Regions from separate parts of the Sus scrofa genome. Here region 1 is linked to region 2. A link is a contact called in public Hi-C data. All regions are on one chromosome and are shown on one strand. Each heading gives the region's core, a stretch centred on a gene start, on an enhancer-like site or on the middle of the called end of the contact. The rest is flanking DNA. Distances are from core to core; before and after follow the strand shown. Region 1 has its middle 59 kb from the start of LIPG. Region 2 holds the start of LIPG (lipase G, endothelial type).

What was found. Hi-C and Micro-C count contacts between places; a contact is called where the count stands out from the background.
Region 1: a contact with region 2 is called in a Hi-C map of liver, with 6 times the contacts expected there. The contact joins the enhancer-like site here to the promoter of LIPG in region 2. A contact is called at or near these places in 1 of 5 promoter capture datasets (liver), 7 of 47 Hi-C or Micro-C datasets (embryonic fibroblasts, liver, mesenteric adipose tissue and 1 more) and 1 of 2 datasets of contacts at active chromatin or transcription factors (skeletal muscle).

Annotation. Positions count from the first base shown.
Region 1 is chr1:99,138,917-99,142,270 of Sscrofa11.1, reverse strand. No RefSeq gene overlaps it. Among named protein-coding and RNA genes, the nearest start is that of LIPG, 59 kb to the right of the region's middle. Within about 2 kb of position 1,345, at least 25 of the 83 cell types and tissues checked have an H3K27ac peak or open chromatin away from gene starts, as enhancers often do. A contact at or near this core is called in liver, mesenteric adipose tissue and skeletal muscle, where this site is marked.
Region 2 is chr1:99,080,240-99,083,223 of Sscrofa11.1, reverse strand. It overlaps LIPG (lipase G, endothelial type), which reads right to left and starts at 1,284. Exons shown (of 10, transcript NM_001243029.1): 1 at 866-1,284. The coding sequence starts at 962.

The DNA of each region.
Region 1 (3,354 bases), core at 96-2,595, 59 kb before region 2:
GTCAGACAGCAGAGGATGTCTGTCACATCACCCCCTCCTCCGCATTGCCGAGCAGAGCAATGGGAACCCACAGCTACTGAGAATTCCTGATCTGAACTGGGGCCCTGGGGTGGAGGGGAGTCCTGAGGCACACAGCAAAACCTCGGTTCATTCCTGAGTCCCAGGAATGCTCAGATGGAGTCTGGGCCAGCCAAGCCTGACGGCCATCAACTTGGCTGCAGGACAGAATGTACCTTCGAGTGTTTCCAGCATGTGTGCGTGCTTGTGTATATGTATGTGTGTATGCACACATGTGGATCTCCCAGGCACAAGATGTTGGGTAACACCGACCTAATGTTCTGGCCCAACACGCAGCCAAAGGATTTCGACAGGCTTTGCCTCTGAGGCAGCCAACAAGCAAATCTCCCTAGAAGGTCATTGTCCCTGAGAACACTGACATCATGAACGTACTGCATCATGTGTTCTCTCTTCTCACGGACAGTTCTGTCCAGCTGCAAGCAAACACCAAGGCACCCTCCCCTCTAAACTGTGTGCCTATGTTTTCATCAACACCTAGGGATGCAATAAGTGTTTATTGACTGAACGGTAAAAGGGTCACAGAAAAACCCACCCAAGGGGGTTTGCAGCATGCGGAAGTGAGGAGGGCTTTTCCATCCCTTTCCCTCAGAGGTGGTGGGTTTGATGGGAGGGAGGGGAGTTATGGATTTGCTATAGCAGAATTTCTGGGGCTCTAGTAATCATGCATAAATATTCCCGAAAGCCCCCCAGAAGAAGAAAAGGATTGAGAACCAACTGCCTCAAGAAGAGAGGTAAAAAGAGGAGCCTTTTTTCAACGTGATTAACCCACCACTGCTGTAGAATCCACCTGCTGGACCCTCATGGCCACCTAGGTTTCTGACTCATTCTATCGGCCACCTTCCACATCTCTCCCCAAACCACAGTCCAGTTTAGCCCCATGAACATCCCCCCTGCCCAAGGACCGCCACTCCCTTAGACTTCCTTCCAGCCCCAGTTAAGAAAAACTTGTGATCATCAGCTTCCAGACCCCAGGGCCTCCCACTCTGCCCTTTCCAGGATCTTTCCCAAGACTGGAAGACATAAGAAGAGTTTGGGGTCTCTTTCCCTCCCCCAGGCAATCAGGTGTCCAAATAAGGACAAAATAGGAGTGCATTCAATGTGTGGCCTCCTGGTGTTAGGATGAATGCACAAGCCAGGCTACAGCCCTTCTCAGGGTGCCTGGCACTTGGAACCTTTAAATGCAAATTCCCCTTGCGGCAGCCCTGGCCTCTTCTGCAGGGCGGGCAGCTATCCTGGGAGAAAAGACAAGATTTAAATTGGTAATCAAGCCCTGTACCAGATTGGACTTTGACCTTGTTCAGAATTCCACTGGCCCATGTCCCCTGACTTGCCACCCCCTTTCTGCCAGTTTTTCCTTTGAGTTAGCTGCCTGCCATCTAAGGCAGTAAGACAGGCTGTCACCAGCTGCTGCCTGCCTGGCTGCCTTCCACCTGGCTGGATCAGAAGGCCTTGGAAATCAAGCAGCTTTGCCTCTCCAGCCTCTTTGCTACCTCTGCTGCTGGAGCAAGATAAGTGGGGTCTGGATGAGCCTTTGGCTCCAGCTGAGCCCACTTGCAGGGCATAGGAAGAGGTAAGGGTAGCCCCCACGGGCTTCTCTGATGCATTCTTGGTTACCAAAGTGATTCTCAGACCTGGCCTGGGATAGCCAGTGTGGGCCCACATGCCAGCTACATCCACAGAAGAAACATGAAGCCAATATTCATTTTCTTTTCTTTTTTTTTTTTTTTTTTTTTTTTCCTCTTTTAAGGGCTGCACTAGCAGCATATGAAAGTTTCCAGGCTAGGGGTTGAATCAGAGCAAGAGCTGCCGGCCTACGCCACAGCCACAGTGACACAGGATCCGAGCCTCGTCTGTGACCTGAACCACAGCTCATGGCAACGCCAGATCCTTACCCACTGAGCAAGGCCAGGGGTGGAACCCGCATCCTCATGGATACTAGTCAGATTCGTTTCTGCTGCCTCACCATGGGAACACCCCCAACATTCATTTTCTACCTCTCTCTCCACTGCCCCGGAACCACTGCTTGCTGCAAAACACCGTGTTTTTTCTCACTTCTTCCTGGAAGGCCTTGCATATTCCCTTCTGTATGTCTAATTCTGCCCTTCTTTCCAGGACCTGGGAAACCACTGATCACCATAAAGTACCTACACTCCCCTGCAACCCTACCACCCTTTCTCTCTGCCCTCCTCAATTCATGATTCAAACCAAATATCTGGGGCATTTAGTTCCATGCTGATTTTTTTTTTTTTTTTTTTTTTTTGGCTTTTCTAGGGCCGCACCATGGCATAGGGAGGTTCCCAGGCTAGGGGTCCAATTGGAGCTGTAGCCACTGGCCTATGCCACAGCCACATGGGATCAGAGCTGAGTCTTCGACCTACACCACAGCTCATGGCAACGCCAGATCCTTAACCCACTGAACAAGGCCAGGGATTGAACCTGCAATCTCCTGGTTCCTAGGCAGATTCGTTAACCACTGAGCCACAATGAGAACTCCCAGTCCCATGCTGATTTGCTTGGTTTCAAACCTTATTTCCCCAACAAGTCGGTAGGCTCCCGGTGACCATGTGTTACCTAGAATTGGCACTGAGTAGATCTACCTGGAATCAGTGAATGAAAGGACAAATGAATGAATATATGGATTGCTTTGATCAAGGCAACATTTTCTTTATACACCCAGAATTCTTCCCCATGAGAGGACTCTTCTTTCCATTGGCTTTCATCACAACGAAGCTGCTGGTGGCAGCTTGGTTTTCAGACCTCCCAGGGCACAGGAGAACCAGGAATGTTTTACCAGGAGGAGTCAGTGGCTAGAGCAGTTGGACTCCCAGCAGTGTGCAGGGCACGAGTGAGTGCTGGGAGCAGATTTTCTGCCCTCTCCTATCTCCTTGGGATCATAGAGTGTGCCCCTGTGAAGCTTCATTTCCTTTTAATGCACATCAGGGCTAAGAACATGCAGGTGCAGGAAGGACCCAGGCTGGACCATCCTAATCAGAGAGCATGTGAAGGACATAGACAATAGGGCTGCTAAGTGGAGGCAGGGAAGAGGTTGTGTGTCCAAGGGAGGCACGAAAGAGTGTGCCCCTACCACTCCCTCTTCCCCAGGGAGATTCCACCTGCCCACATCTGCTCCTCCACCCAGGTTAGCAAGAGCCAAAATGGGGCCAGAACAAGGGACAGGATGAGGGGTTGGAGGATGGGTTTAACTCAGGGGTTGATCTGAGAGGCGACGTCTTGAGAGTGGCCACATCCAAAGGCAAGGCAGTCACCAAGCATGCA
Region 2 (2,984 bases), core at 35-2,534:
GAAGTGCAGCAAGTTTTTTTTCATTCATTCAAATTAAATCCCCCCAAACACACACGCACATAAGCTGACATGGATCAACATCATTTGACCCAACCTCAGCAGAAAAGTAGACGATGAAATAACGGGGTATGGTTCAGGGATTCCCCCACTCTCCTCTGCTTAACTACTTGGTACTCCCGCTGAGTGACCTACACTCACTCCTCCAGGGTAGGCTTCCTTCAATAGAAAAGACTGTCATGTAGAACTCTGAAGAAAAGCTGGCAGCTAGGAAAAGAAGTAGAAAGAGGAAGAGCAAGGGCTAGAAAGAGCGTTGGGGGAAGGCTAGCACCCTGGGGAAGAAGCCCAGCAGCTTCTCTGCACAAATTACTCACCAAATGCTCCCGGTAAGCATTCATCAAACCAGAGCCAGCTACCCTAATACCTTACCTTTCAAAACACCTATGCTGAGATTTAGAAGGAGGGGCAACAGATGACAGCGCTCTTTCTAACAGCCTTCTGACCCCGAAAAACCCCAGGTTCAAAGAGAAGGACAAGGTGAAATAGCTGCTGGCAGCCAACTCTGCTGACTGGACAGCACCGATAAGGGAACCACATAACGGCAAGGGGGTGGGGCGAGAGTGAGCGCTGGAGAGCGCACCCACCAGCCTGTGGCCTTTTGGATGCCCGGCTGGGGATGCCCTGGTCAGAGGTGCTGAGGAACAAGTGAACTGCAAGACCAATTAGGAAGAGCAAATGGACAGTGCAGGAGGAAAGGAAGAAGGATGGCACAGGATGGAGGAAAGACTGAAGAAGGGTGGGCGAGACAGAGGGGACTTGGCGCAGGAAAGAAGTTTTTGGGGTGGTAATAAAAATAAGTGCACGTTACCTTGCAACCTTCCCTCTGGACCAGGGAGTGCGGGGCCTTCCGCCGCAAAACAGCAATAGAAACTCCAGAGGCAGAGCAGAGGAACTGAGTTTCGCATCCTTCCCCACAGCACCCCCTTCCCCAAAATGAGACTTTTAAAAAGATAAAAAAACAAACCAAACAAACAAACAAAAAGAAAAAAACCACCTCTCGAAGTTTCCAGCAGTCCGAGCCCTTAAGACCCTAAGTGGGATCAGACAGTGGTGGCCTTAGACAGCTGAAGGTGGAGAAGGTGAAAAATGAAAACTTGGCTAAACTGAGCAGCGGGGTGGTGGAGTGAGTGTGAAAGGGCTTGAACCAGAACCAGATCTGCCCTTCCCTGTGCCTCCCGCCCGGGAAGCCTGGGCTTGCCACTGTCACACCGCGCGAGCTGCCACCGCGCGAGCTGCCCGGCGAGGTAGTTTTTTAAAGTATTGGAGTCATCTGACCCATCGCCAGATGGTGATTTGCATAATTTATTCCCGTCCCTGGACTCTGATTGGTCACACCTTCGCTGACGTCCGAACCAAAGACTCCCCAAAGTTTGAATGAAAGCGCCACACACCCACCGCGTGGACTCTCCGCACGCGCTGCCTTGCTTTCTCCCCCGGCAACTCCGCCAGCAGCCGGGCTCCTGCCACCACACTTTTTCCTGGTGTCCACTCCCGGACCCTAGATTCTCCCCTCGACCCTGCTGCCCAAGGGGGATCATTACCCCAAACCGCTGCTCCCGCCGCGCTCGCGATTCCTGGAGAAGGAAGGTTATCCTCTCCCAGGCGCAAAGCCAACCCCGCGCCGGAACTGATCTCTCCTCGCCCAGGGCCAAGGGTCCAGATGGACGAAAGCCACCTGGTCCCCCTGTGGTCCTTCTTTTTTCCCTTTCCTCCTGCCTTCCTGCTCTGCGAGGCCCACGACAGGTGCAGACGTCGTGATCGGACAATAACTAGGCAGAGCTGAGTTGCTATGGGCTGTGGTCTGGGCATCAGGATCGCTCAGATCCTTCTCGGTCAGTCCTCGCTCCGCCACTAGCTGCAACTAGTGACTAGCCGTCCAACTTCTCCAAGACCATTCCTTCCTTCCCAGAACGCGGATGGTAACAGTTCCTGCCGCTTAGGAATTTGGGGAAAAATTAAAAGACCTACTCTGGGACAGCGCTTAGTGCTGCGCCTGCCACGTGGTAAGCGCTCTCTTACCTGGGGGTGCAGGACTAGAGGGATGCCGGGGACATTCCTCAAAGGAATAGTGAGCCAAGCGTGGGGGTCTCAGACCGGTAACCAGCGCCAAGTGTCGACCTATTGAGTGGAATTAAGCAGCAGCGTCTTCTCCCTCCTCTTTTTTTTTCCTCCTCTCCTTCCTGTAATGATACGCGCGTCCCTGCTCCTGCCCCCTAGTGCTGGCTCCAACTCCGCCCGAGGGACCCCGAGACCGAGGGCTGCGAGCCGGATTCAGCACCTGACGCAGGGGAGCCTGGATTGAGCCCGGGGCGCTTGCCAGTCTTCCGCTGGGACCACTTGGGGGCGGTTGCGTCTCAACAGCCCTCGGGGAATGCCGAGGGGATGGGAGAGGTTGAAAGCGCCAAGGACTCCTGCCTGGTTCTCGCTAGACCTGGTTCTGCAAGACTGCACCTTCGACCGCAAGTAACCCCGCGGTCGCTGGGAAACTGGTCCTGTTCTTGCCTGGGGAGGAAAACTGCCAGAGCAGCCCGGAGCCCCTTCCTCCCCTAGTGTCAGGGCCCCCGCCTGGAAGGTCTGTGTGGGGAAACCATCTGGAGGAGCAGGTCCTGTTCTGACCTATCCTCACTACTGTGTTACTCCATTTGCCAACGAAGCACCCTTTGTCCCTCCTGTGTTCTCTAATTCTTTAAGAGGCAGGCTGGCTTCACTTTTTGCGTGTAAAACTCAATGCACTTTATAGGATGGTAAATGGCACCCCAAAATGTGTACTTCCTTCCTCTTACTACTCTCCTTCTCCACTGGCAAATTATACAAACATAAGTCAAATATCATTTCCATTTTAGAGAGGGAAACCTGAGTCCTGGGAACAGGCTTCAAGTCTCCACCACCAGATCTCTCTCTTCTGCTCTTGGTTTGATTTAGCCTGT